2 separate regions of the Capsicum annuum genome follow, and region 2 is linked to region 1. Evidence: chromatin contacts called from public Hi-C data. All regions are on one chromosome and are shown on one strand. The core of a region is the stretch at or near the end of the contact, and the rest is flanking DNA. Distances in the headings are between cores, read along the strand shown. Region 1 overlaps LOC107863625. Region 2 overlaps LOC107863621 (DEAD-box ATP-dependent RNA helicase 37).

Region 1 (6,928 bases), core at 718-3,217:
ATATAAAGTTGTGTTGTCTCTAAGTTTAGGGTTTAGATAGAGTAACCTTAAAGAACCCCTAGTAAAATTTCGATATATACAAACATCTCTTAATTCAAGGCTTGTCGGAGTGTAAACTTGACGAAACTCAAGGCGAGACTTAAAATAATTTCATCTTGTGTAGTTTGTGACTCCATCTCTATTGATTATTCGTAGGTTAAATTTACTTTACTTTCCGTACCTTAATTTTTAACTTAATAGGGGTTTAAAGTTAATAGAAACAGCGATGCAGTAAACAGTGGTTCCGAAAAAGAGTGTAAAAGGAAGTAGCGAATTAAATTTTACCGAAATTAGATTCTATAATGAAAAGATCTCTGATATTTGACCAAAATTTCAAGATAATGATCCAAGTTGCAAATGAAATTTATTATGTAACCCGTTGGTCTAAATAATGACATTCACTTGCTAGCATCTATAATTTACAAATTAACAAAAATTACAATCATTTCACAACTTAACGTACTATAACTATTTAAAATCTCAATTTTTTTTAATAATTACATAAATTTCTGCTTTTACTTTACAACTCAGATATCTCCATGTAAAATTCAGTGATATATCCGTATAAAACTAAGTGATGTATCCGGAAGAAGGCGACACATCCGTGGGGACTAAATCGAGAATTTTTAGTAATTTTGAAAAAAGTTCGGATATGGAGTAATTAGCTCCAAAAAGATTAAAATTTATGTAACTTTTACAAATTAAATTAAACGGCCAAGTGAAAATTAGTTAAGATTAAATAAAAATACTACCCAAAATACTTGGATGAAAATTAAATTTCGGCTAATGCCAATTTCTCTTTTGATTTTGATGCTAATCAGAACATATGAATATGGTGGATTACTTACTCGACTGTTAGGCAGACTGCATGGCAAAATTCTGCGAAGCTCCATTTCTCAGTGTTGCTAAAATGACTCTTGTAGCAATTTTCTATCATTGGACCAATATTATCACTCTGCTCACCATTTGCTGCAAAAAACGAAAGAAAATATTACAAAATAGCCTTATTCCCCTTTACACTAGCAAAAAAATCCTTCAATGACGTGAAAAAATAGTTGTAAAGAGAGAGAGAGATGGACCAAATTTCTTGAGGGATTGCCCCATACTCTGCAAATATTAGGAAAGACAAAAAAAAAAAGTGAAGGAGAAACGATCAAGAACAAAGAGTTATATATTAAGACAGATGTGCTATTAATGTGAAACGAGACTTGAAATGGAGGAGTATATCTAGAGCATGAAGTAAAAACTCTTCTATGTCCAAATTGATACATACGAGTTTTGGTAGCCAAGGAAGGAATGTTTCATCATTACTCATGATTTTAGAGAACCAAAAGACGACGTATGCCAAACTTGAATGGACTAAACTTTTGCCTCTAAAGAAGAATCTACTAATTTCTTTTTCAATTGATAATATAACAATTTAGTTTTTCATTCTTGATACGTTTTTTTTGTCTTGAAAAACTTCGTTTATATAGCTGACCTTACATTCAGCAGCACATGCATCTATTGACCTTCCTATGAGAAAAGTGTTTACAAGAATTCTTAACACATTGACTATTGCATGCCAATAGGATAAATGGGTTATGGGAGATCCAACCATAATTATATCACGCCAAAATCAATTCTTCCAACGTCGGTCTCTTTGGCTTTTTGATGTATTCGACCAATTCGTTCTTCCTAATCGTAGTATAGGTACCAACTGTCCAACCACTATCTCTTATTGCATTCAAACTGCCAAATATATGCTTAATTTTACAGAATAGCAACTATCTGTGGAAATCACCATAGCCTACTTTCATTGAACTCTTTGAGAATTAGAATATAAAATTACACGTGTACAACTTTCTGCACAGCAAAACTTAGCCGAGCAAGCTATTCCAGTGTTGTTTAAGAATCTCATATGCCCTGAAGCAAGGGACTGCCTGCAGTTCAGTGTGCCCATTTAAAGAATCCTGCGTTACAATACCCAGCCTCACCAATGTACTTATGGCTTTGTCTACAGGCATTTCTACCTGCACATAATGCATGAGTGTTAAGATGGAAAAATATATAGCGGAGAGTGAGACCCTTGTATTTTTTCCGGTTTGTCATAGCCCAGTCCCTCTACGACACAAAGTTTCATTTAAACACTTGTAAGTGTTCAAAACTAATATTTTAAGTCCCTCTAGACTGACATGGCTAACACATTGGATTCACGTCACTTATCAAATTAAAAAAAATTAAAGTATGAAAACAAATATGAACAAATAAAAATTTTAAAGGTCAAAATTGAACTTATTGTGGGAAATCCCCTGCATCTCATTCTTCCCCATTTGTTCACTATCCTAAACAACAAGGTCATTCCAAGTTAAAAGACATGGATACAATAGAAGCATAGCCAACTTGTTGGCTCAACAAATTCTCCTCATCTCATTCACTCAAGTTAATATCCAACAATTTGTCCATTTCCTCAAGAACATCATAGGTCATTCTCTTCAACCTAATTCCTCCATACTTTTCAATTTCAGGAACAATCAACACCAACTGCTTCAATCAACTGAATTCAACATGGACAAACACATAATTTTGGACACACTTTTCGACATGTCAACACCCCCAAACATAAAATTGGAGTTTTTAGAGGAAAGAAGAGAATTTGGGATGGTAGTTGATACGAGCCAAATGGCCATCATAGCTTTAGATGACACTATGCAAAGCCAACACATGAAGAATTCGGGTGTGGTCACATTGAGGGAACGGGGACATGCATGGGAGACCCACTTTGAGTCCACAATAGATCAATTCCGTGTGTGGAAGGTTGCTTGGGAGCTTGCCTTGATGAGACACCCGATAGTCCAAGTGATGAGAAAGTGTGAAGGCCAAAAATAACACAAGGAAATGCATATGTTGAAGTGTGAAGAAGAGCTCTCTGAACACTCCATGACCGCCCCTCTCATTAAGGGTGTTATGGTCATTTTTATGCCCCTCTCTTACACTCCATAGGTGCCCTTCTCATTAATGTTAGAGATGTGGAGGCAAACTCTTGAGTCTAAAGGGTTCAGGGTGAGCAGAAGCAAGACAGAGCATGTGGAATGTAAGTTTAATGACGTGAGGCGGGAGAACGAGGTAGTAGTGAAGCTGGAAGCACAGGAGGTATGTAAGAGGGATAAGTTCAAGTATCTCGGGTCCGTGATCCAGAGTAACGGTGAGATTGACGAGGATGTCTCGCACCGTATTGGGGCGGGATGGATGAAGTGGAAACTCGCGTCGGGGGTGCTGTGTGATAAGAAGGTGCCGCCCAAGCTTAAAGGCAAATTCTATAGGGTGGTAGTCCGTCCGGCCTTGCTGTATGGAGCGCAGTGTTGGCCAGTTAAGAACTCCCACATCCAAAAAATGAAGGTGGCAGAAATGCGGATGTTGCGCTGGATGTGTGGACTGACTCGAGGGGATAGAGTTCGGAATGAGACTATCCGGGAGAAGGTTGGTGTGACTTCAGTGGAGTGTAAGATGCGGGAAGCACGATTGAGATGGTTCGGACACGTGAAGAGGAGGGGCATGGATGCCCCGGTCCGTAGGTGTGAGAGGCTAGCGTTGGATGGTTTTAGGCGGGGTAGGGGTAGGCCGAAGAAGTACTGGGGTGAGGTGATTAGGCGGGACATGGAACAGTTACAGCTCACCGAGGACATGACCCTAGATAGGAAGGTCTGGAAGACGCGAATTACGGCAGAAGAGTAGGGCCAGATTGGGTCGCTAGTGTAGGGAATTACTTGGTGGGGGTTTTTTTATTTTTTATTTTTTATTCCCGTTATGATTCCGTATTCAGTGTTCCATGCTTATTACGAATCTGTGTGCTTTCCTCTGCTTTCCTCTGTTTTATATTCCTTATGGGTGCCGTATTTATGTTATGTCATCTGCTTCTGTGCTTTACTATGTGTTTGTGTGATATCTTCTGCCTTGAGCCGGGGGTCTTTCGGAAACAGCCTTTCTACTTCATCAGAGGTAGAGGTATGGACTGCGTACATCTTACCCCCCCAAACCCCACTAAGTGGGAATACACTGGGTTTGTTGTTGTTGTTGTTGTTGTAATAGGCTATAAGTAGAACATTTTAGGGTTATTTCATTTAGTTGATTATTGATATGGAATATAGAAAGAACAAGTCTTCTCTCTAGAGAGAGAGTGAAACCGTAACTAGGGCATAACAAGTGTGGATTCACTTGTGTTGCAATTTGGCTTAAAAACGTTGGTGCTTGAGGAGATTGATGTCCCTCTTGTGTCTACGTAAGAGTTTGGTGTTTGTTATTACGGGATTTAGGGGTCTTGACGATACACGTCTTTAGGTTTTGTAATCTCTTTATGTCAAACTATCTATCTTTACATTATTGCATTTTTGTTATCTTGTCTCGGTTTTGTGTGTTGTGGCCTAAGCTAGTTGTTCAACTTGTTCTCGGTTTTGTCTTGTGTTGTTGGTTGTTTTTAGTGCTTCATAATCAATTCCGTATCATTTGGCATCAGAGCAAGGATTGATTTCGTTCCCAAAACATCAATCTTGGGCTTGCTATCTTGAAAAAAAAAAAGTGTAGAAAACTAAAAATCTAAAAGAAACACATTCTGTCCCTTTTTTGGCCCTTGGCCGAAACTTTGGTCTTGAATTTTTATGTGTTGTGTGTTCTAGTATTAGATCCTTGTTTCCTAACACTAGAAGAGGTGTCCAAATTCGAAAATCTCACAAAAAAGAGTGTGTCACGTTTTTGGAGTCTTGGCTGAAATTTGAGTCTTAGATTTAGGAGATTTTTGTTTGTTTTGTTTGTTTCTAGTGTTAGATTCTTACTCCCTAACACTAAGTGAGTCTAGATCTTGGATTTGAGCTTAATCGGGGTAGTTTTGACATATTCACCATTGTTGAGTTGAAGGTTGAAGAAACTAGAAAGGTGAATCACAAAATTTTGGATTGTTGTTGAGGATTGGTGGCTTGAAAATGTGTTGTTGTAGAGCTCAACGTGTGCAAAAAGAAACAAAAATTATCAAATTCAGAGATCATTTGGTTTGGATTCAATTTTTGAGTGTTCTTGTTGTTCTTCATGTATTGTTGAGCAAGAATACTTAAAGAGGTGCGGTTTGATCTTAACAAAGTGGAAAAAGGTGTGGTCCCTTGTTAGTCTTGAAAGCATATCCCAAGAAAATACAAAAGAAGAAAGGGAACAAAAAGGCTTTCAAAAGTCTTGTTTACCAAAAGGGAGTAAGCGCATCTTCCAATACAAACAAAAGAGGAAGGGGGGAAGACTTTCTAAAGGGTGTTTTGCCGAAAAGGTGAAAGGAAAGTAAAGCCTTTTTTGAATATTGAAAAAGGCTCCAAGTCTTGTGTTTTCCCTCCCAAGGCTGAGTTCCACTCTTCCAATTGAAGATTGATCAAATAAAAATTGAAGACAAGAAAATTTTTCAAACTTTCAACACCAATCCAAGGCTGCCACGTCATCACTCATCAAGAACCACCCCTTAGGCTCAAATTTCAGATTTCTTAGTTTTTTTTCTTGTGCCTTTAGTTTCATTTATTGATTCTAGTACTAATTGACAAGCTAGTAATCACAAACTAGGTTGTAAGTTAGTTTTGAGTCCGTTTTTATTCATGTTTGCGTTTCTTGTGTGCTTTTTATCTTTTTGATTCGTGGTAGTTTCTTCGCTCAAGTCCGAACAAGATTTCTTTGAGTCTTCAAACGAAAATCTATTCTAGGCAAGAGTAGAACTCATCCCTCAACTTCTCACGGATTACAAGCCAACTTTCAACACTTGTGAAGCCAAGTGTGAGGTATCCAAAGGAAAGAAGAGTGTGGTGAGGATACTTTTGAGCTAACTTGTGTGTTGTTTTTGTTGCTGTTTTTTTATTAGGTACCATGGATAATAATGCTTTCAAGGACCCTTTTGAAGAATTCAAATGGAACCTTGAAAGGCTATGCCAAATTTTTAGTTCCCCGAATCCAATTCCTCCATTTAGTCATACTGACTTGGATCATCTTGAAGCTATCACACATGACATTGAACGACGAGAAAGGGAGTGGGTGCCGTGCAAAGGAGTTGGAAACCAAATGCCCTCCTCATATGAGTTACAAGGTAAAAATGCTATCTCCAACACTCCTCCAATTTTAAAACGTTGTGATGTGGCTAGTAGTAGCCAAGTGCATGTAGTTGGTGGTTTGCCTAAAGGAGGATTGCATAAGCCTTCCCATTGTGATACTCTTAGTATTGCTAGGTTGCAAGAAGATCCAATTCTTGTTGTAAGCAAGCAAGCACTAGTTGATCCTATAGATGACAAAATTGATTCTTCTCGTAAAAATGATTTGTGTCCATCTAGTGCTAGCACTTGTGACTTGAATAAGGTTCCATTGCCATGTAATGGGAGTATTCACACACTAGTTAACCCTTGTGAAAAACAAGGTGAGTCTAAGTTGGCATGTGAGTTGCCGACAACTAGTGAGGGTGTATGTAATGATCAACTTACTCATGAACATAGTTCACTACTTGAGCATGTGTATGATGTGTTTGATGAGGCTCAAGTTAGTGATGATGTTGATAGAATTGATCACGAGATTGGAGATGATTCTTTGAGCATATTGAGTGATGAAAGCCTTATTATTAGTTTTGCTCATAGAAATCATGTAAGTGAAAATGTTGGTCCAAGGGATAGGAGTGAACCCGTGAGCTTGTCTTATGGTAAAGATTCTAGTGTTTGTTTGGCTCATAGGGAAAATCTTGTGCTTGAAACATCTTTGAAACTTGATAATGATATTTTAGAGAGTGAAGAACTTGTTTGTTCCAAATCTACCTGCGGGATAGATCACTCTCTCTTTAGGTATAATATCTTGTTTGAAAATGGTATTAGCACTCCTAATATACCTAGTGGTGAGAATGATGTTG
Region 2 (6,562 bases), core at 3,949-6,448, 660 kb before region 1:
GACGGTGGGGGCGCAAGATGTGAGACTTGCTGGATTATGGGTCCGTCCTTCTCTTTTCTACTTAAATGCCAAGCTTTTGTTGGTGATAAGGTTTGAACCTATGACATGTGCCTAATTTTGTTGGTGATAAGGTTTGAACCTATGACATGTGCCTAATTACGCATCACATGTTGTGCTCATACCACTTTATCAAAGCCCCAGGGGCCTTTTACTTTCCATCTCCATACTTTCTCTTTGAAAAATACCTTCCTTTGACAAGCAGCTGTTAGTTTTTGTCAAAAAATTGGTGTAATAAGGACTAATGGTTTTAGTGTGATTGTTAATTGGGTGCCACTTTTTTCTTTCATGTTTTCAGCTGTATATGCTAGTATTCCTCTTCTCTTCCCTCCCCCTTTTTATCAACTTGTAAGTAATCGTGAAATAGGGAAAGACCGAGAAGTGAGTGCACCTCAATTTCTTCTTGAAATGCTTAAATACAAGTTGTTACTGTGTTCTCACATGTGAAGAACACTACTCATGCATAACATGGCTTTGTAAAACTATATGCAACTCATCAATTGTTCATTGGGAGCATTTTTGTTAGATTTTTCAATATGTTAATGTGAAAAAGCCGTTTAAATTTTGTTACCTTTGGCATGCTTTCCTTGTACAAAAAGTAAAACAACATACCCAGTTTACTCCCACAAAGTGGGGTCTTGGGAGGGTAAAGTGATGCAGTCAGTACCACTACCGCAGAGGTGAGGTAGAGAGGCTGTTTTTGAAAGACCCCCGACTCAAGACAAAAATATTCTAGAGGACATAATATAGGAACAAGAAACAATAGGTAGAAGCAAATAACAGATAATAACAAAAATAATCCTATCACAGAGTAGTACTACACTCGACCCATCCGAAACAACAAACATCACCAATACACCAAGATCAAGACACTACAAGCAACACGCTGCAACAACTAGTACAAATAACAAGACAAAGCACTCCTACATACTAGCAGAGACACACTCCTAACTACTACCAGTCTACGTTAATTCGCGTCCTCCGTACTTTCCTATCTAGGGTCATGTCTTCGGCAAGCTGCAACGGCTCCATGTCATGTCTAATCACCTCCCTCAATATTTCTTTGGTCTACCTCTACCACGCCAGAATCCATCCATAGCCAACTGCACCACCCTTTCCCAAACCTTCACAGTGTTGCTCAACTTGATACCCCTGAACAAAATGTACGCTAAAACAAAATGGGTTTGATAAGAGTTCAACTAAGAAGCCTATAGACAAATTTAATTCGTGGAGTTGGTTTAATTTTGTTTAGCTAATCATTCTAGATCTAATATGCATTTGGCGGTGAAAGAGGGAAACTTGCTATACAGAAGGTAGAAAGTAATCTAATGTTAGGACTCTTGGCAGTCTCATGAAGATCTATATGTACTTGACCAGGATAAGTGCGATCCTTCAAGATGCATTGATTTGGGTAAATAGTTGCTTGAATATGAACTTCCCTATTCACATTCATTTTGGTTAGATCCTGAAATCTAGTGCAAATGCAATTGAAAGCTAGTGTCATTATCTTTTGGAATACCTTCTTATTTACTGATGTGAGGAAAAAAAAGTAAAAGATCTTTATTTTCTGGTACATTTGTATCTGACATGAACCATATATTGTTCTAAGTTAGCAAGTTTTCTTTTTGTTGGGATTTTGTTACCCTGTTATCTTCAGGAAGGTGCCCCTTGTTTCCCAGATTTCCGTTTCTGAACATCCCATTTTCTTGTTACATATTTTGATGGGAAGTCTAGAATGTTCTTCCACCTCCATCTGATGTCTACTTTTAGATCAACATACATTTTTTTTTTGTTCGACTTACAGTTATGCACTCACATTAGTGGGGAAGAGAAGAGGGCTGGGCCCATTATCCGCTGAGTTCCGAACCGTGTGCCTTTGGCCTCAGGGAGTTTCTTGGTTATTGAAAAAAGTCATACACTGAAATTAGTTTGGAAATTTGAACAAATCAGATCTAGTAACATTACTTTCATTTGATATGCCGGTGAAGTCAGAACCTCAATAAAAGTACTAAGAAATATTCAGTTGTTTAGTGTGGTGATTTTGTTGTTAGATTATATAGAAAGTGTAGTATCTGATCTTATCAGTTCATTGTCAGATTAGCTCAAGAAGCCTGAACATTCAAGTATAAAGTGGTGTTCTCTAGATTGCTTACTTCTTAGTACACGTCTTGTATATTTTGTTTCCTATGCAATATCAATAAAACATTACTTATCAAGGAAGTAAATGATGTGTTTGTTGCGTTATTGTTTGAACATTTGTTTGTTACATATCTGCAGCTCCGAGAGCTTGAGAGAGGAGTTGATATTCTTGTGGCAACTCCTGGAAGACTGGTTGATTTACTTGAGAGAGCAAAAGTTTCATTACAGATGATCAGATATTTAGCACTCGATGAGGCAGATCGTATGCTGGACATGGGATTCGAACCTCAAATCAGAAGGATTGTGGAGCAAATGGATATGCCTCCACCTGGTGAAAGACAGACTATGCTGTTCAGTGCTACATTCCCAAAGGAGATTCAGGTTTTCTTTTATTCAGTAGGGGTGTTCTTCAATTGTCAATATGTGTTGTTAGTATTCTGCTGCTTACAGACATTTTCTATCGGTATGATGCACATCATCTTAAACCATGGTTTTGAGCTTCTTTGAACTTCTACTAAATGTTCTATATTTTTGTTTTTCTTTCTCCAGTGTAACCCGCCCCACCCACTCACCCACCCACACCCCCCAAAAAAAACATATTTCTTGTTGAATCCTAATATTTCTTCTCATTCTTCTTGTTACATGAGGACACCTGTATTTTTGCAATGCTGGAAAATTTGCCTTTTAACTTGTTGAGTTGGCATCGAGTAAAATCTTCTTTTGTATATGATCTCTAACCATTTCTTTCTTCGTTTGTTTTTGGGAATGCAGAGACTGGCTTCTGATTTTCTTGCAAACTACATATTTTTGGCGGTTGGACGGGTTGGTTCTAGTACTGATTTGATTGTTCAACGAGTTGAATTTGTTCATGATGGTGACAAGAGAAGCCATCTTATGGACCTACTTCATGCACAGATGGCTAATGGGGTTCACGGCAAGGTAGCATGCGACTCTTAGCTCTCTCTTGCTATAGGAATTATTCTCAACTACTTTAGTTCTGTTTAAGGCACCTGGAGCAGCTTGACTGAGTGGGGAAGAAGTCGGGACTTCTAATCCTAGGGACTAGCAAAGAATTAAGGATGTTGACTTTCTAATTCTTTTTGTCTGTACAGGCACTAGCGTAAATCTCCTCTTGCCTGGTCACTTTAGCTGCTCATTCTGTCCATAATTGGTTTTGTTGTTTTATTTACCTACTATATATAGATATGATTATATGAATGCTGAATTTCCTAGATCGCAGTCTGCTTAAATTTTCATTCTGCGTGAGTTTTCATTTAAATTGACTGGAAATGCTTCAGTGTTTTCCAAGGACATGACTGCATCATTCTTGTCATTTGCTTTTGTGTTGCATTGGGCCTATAAATTTTTTACATGATAAACACAATACGGAGTCTTTAATCTTTCGTTTAAATTGACTGGCAATATTATTTACTGCATTATCTTGTTTTCTGCAGCATGCTCTAACTTTGGTATTTGTCGAAACAAAGAAGGGTGCTGATGCATTGGAGCATTGGCTGTGTATTAATGGGTTTCCTGCGACTGCCATTCATGGTGATAGGACTCAGCAGGTAGGCGAGATCTAGGTATTGATAGAGATAGATCAAAATTGTTTGATCTTCAAACATGACCTTATACACTGTCCTGCGCCTTCATTACAATGTGATTAAATGGCACCACTTTTTTTTTTTGTTTGAGAAGTGGCAAGTGTATTGTAATATGGCAACAAGGAGTGCTGTCAAAAATATTTACCAGATACCAAAAGAATATCACTTGTCACGGGTTCAAGCCTTGGGAACAGCCTCTGGCAGAAATGCAAAGTAAGGCTGTGTACGATACACCCTTGTCGTGGGGCCCTTCCCCAGACACCGCGCATAGCGGTAGCTTTAGTGCACGGGGCTGCCCTTCCTATTCTTAAAGAGAGATTCTATGAGTTCTATCACTGTTATCAGCATCATTTGCAAAGATCTTCTTTGCACCAAAAATGAAACAAAAGTGGACAGTTCATCTAGATCTTCTGAATGGTGTTACCTTTATCTTCAAAACACTTAGCGTTTTTACTCACGAACTGTCCACCATTTGCAAGCTGGAATGGTTTGCCATCACATCTTGCTATCAATATTTGCATTGCATGCTGAGGAGAAGGGGCATGTGTGCATGTAACACGTGTACCTGATACTTCTATATTCAGTCAGTTTTTTGTGTTGCACCAACTATTACTTGCACTATTTTGCTGCTCATCATAGTCAACATTACGTGTGGGTTTATTTTATAGGAAAGGGAGCAAGCGTTGAGAACATTCAAGAGAGGAGATACCCCAATTTTAGTTGCGACAGATGTGGCTGCTCGAGGCCTTGATATCCCTCATGTTTCTCATGTTATCAACTTTGACCTTCCTAATGACATTGATGATTATGTGCACCGTATAGGCAGGACAGGCCGTGCAGGCAAGACAGGACTAGCAACTGCTTTCTTTAATGAAGGTAACCTTTCGATGTCCAAACCTCTAGCTGACTTGATGCAAGAAGCTAATCAGGAAGTACCCGAATGGTTGACTCGTTATGCTAGCCGTTCATACGGAGGTAGAAACAGGCGGGCTGGCGGAGGCCGTTTTGGTGGGCGTGACTTCAGGAGGGATTCCTCATACAATAGAAGTGGAGGTGGTGTGAATTACTATGATGGAGGTAATAGTAGTGGTGGTTATGGCAATTACAGTGGAGGATATGGTCCTGGAGTAACTAGTGCCTGGGACTAGCTTCTCAAAATTATGATACCTATACTTTCCTGCAGTTGTATATTACTCATCAACAAATTTGGATTATGATATTTTCTAGTCCGAAACAGCGTCGAGTTCTTGTTATTTTGGGGTCCTATAGGGGACAACTGCAAGATTGTTATGGTAGTTAGATTGGCAAATTGGAGATCACATAGGAAGCAACTTTTGTCCAATAGTTCAATGATGCCTTTGTTTAATACAATATTATTTTGCGAATTAATTTTTTTTTGGAGTGCATATGGATAGTTAATCGCCACGTGCAATGTGCATCTGATTTAGATTATTATTGTATTTCGAACGAAGTGAGATATCATGTCTAAAATCTCTTGCAGGTTTCTTCATTTTTGGTTGTATTCTTGTTCCTTAGGGAAGTGGAAATTGGAAAAAAGGCTCATGGGAATATTATTTTAGTAGTTGTTTGTGATGCTGGTTGTTGACAGCGGAAATAGTATAATTGTATTCTTTTCTATGAGAAATGTGAATGAATACAGATGGGTTTCTGGAGAAAGTTTCATAAGTTGGGACTTGGGAGTGGGGCTGTAGTACGAGTGGTCGATACACTAAATGACATCTTAGGCCCCGGTTGTCCATGCAGGTAATGATTTTTGGAGTTGGGAGTTGTTGTGTTTGGCCATGAATATAAAATTGAGTTGTTTTATTAAATTTTAGGAGAGAAATAGGAGTGAAAAAAGTTAAAAATAAGTTTACTTTCTTTTCATTTTTTCAAAAGTAATTTTCACTAAAGTTAAATAATTTTTATGATCAAACATTGTTGTTTTTACTTTTTTTCACTAAATTAACATATTTTTTTAGGAAAAAAATGAAAAAGATTCTCATGGTCAAATGATTATTTAGGGTATGTATGTTTAGTGTGGCAGAAGTAGGGGTGGGCATGGTATGGTATATACCGAATTATCATACCGAATCGAAATTTTTGATACCATAATTTTGGTATTATGATATTTGGTATGATATATGGTATACATTTTAATTTTTTTTGGTATATGGTATGGTATTTGGTATTTATAAATGACATACCGAAATACCGAATACCATACCGAAGTATATATAGTTTCATAAGTATCTTTTATATATATATATACACACATATATATATACATACACACACACACACACATATATATATATATATACATACACATACACAAATATTATACTTAGTATTAGTATAAAAATGTTTAGACATTAAAACTTTTGCTATTCTATTTTGATGAAAATGTCTTTTTTGTGTAATTAACTAACAAAAAGAATTATTTGTACTTCTTTTTCAATATTTCTACAACATATGCGTATTTCTAATACAATTAAGACGTGCTTTTGAAAAGTCGAAGTAAAAATACTCTAGTATACGAGTATATATTATCAAAGTTGTACAAACTATGGTTATCAATTATCATACCGCAAAATACCGAAACCAAACGTCAAAATACCGAACCATACCAAATTAATATGGTATGGTAATGGTATAATATTTTTAAAAACCGAATACTGAAATTACCATACCGAAGTTTTAAATACCGTATCATACCATACCATGCCCACCCCTAGTCAAAAGTACAGGGGGGTCCTTGG

Evidence for each region. A called contact is a pair of places that touch in the nucleus more often than the background predicts.
Region 2: a contact with region 1 is called in a Hi-C map of leaf, with 3 times the contacts expected there. The contact joins two enhancer-like sites. A contact is called at or near these places in 2 of 5 Hi-C or Micro-C datasets (leaf and placenta).

What each region holds. Positions count from the first base shown.
Region 1 is chr3:101,155,895-101,162,822 of UCD10Xv1.1, reverse strand. LOC107863625 reads right to left here. Exons shown (of 18, transcript XR_007052978.1): 14 at 1,871-2,051; 15 at 1,119-1,146; 16 at 888-1,008. Among protein-coding and RNA genes, the nearest start is that of LOC107863625, 28 kb to the right of the region's middle. Within about 2 kb of position 1,967, at least 4 of the 5 cell types and tissues checked have an H3K27ac peak or open chromatin away from gene starts, as enhancers often do. A contact at or near this core is called in leaf, where this site is marked.
Region 2 is chr3:101,822,542-101,829,103 of UCD10Xv1.1, reverse strand. LOC107863621 (DEAD-box ATP-dependent RNA helicase 37) reads left to right here. Exons shown (of 7, transcript XM_016709629.2): 4 at 2,335-2,577; 5 at 2,968-3,135; 6 at 3,651-3,764; 7 at 4,469-5,206. The coding sequence ends at 4,948. Among protein-coding and RNA genes, the nearest start is that of LOC107863621, 6.4 kb to the left of the region's middle. Within about 2 kb of position 5,198, at least 3 of the 5 cell types and tissues checked have an H3K27ac peak or open chromatin away from gene starts, as enhancers often do. A contact at or near this core is called in leaf, where this site is marked.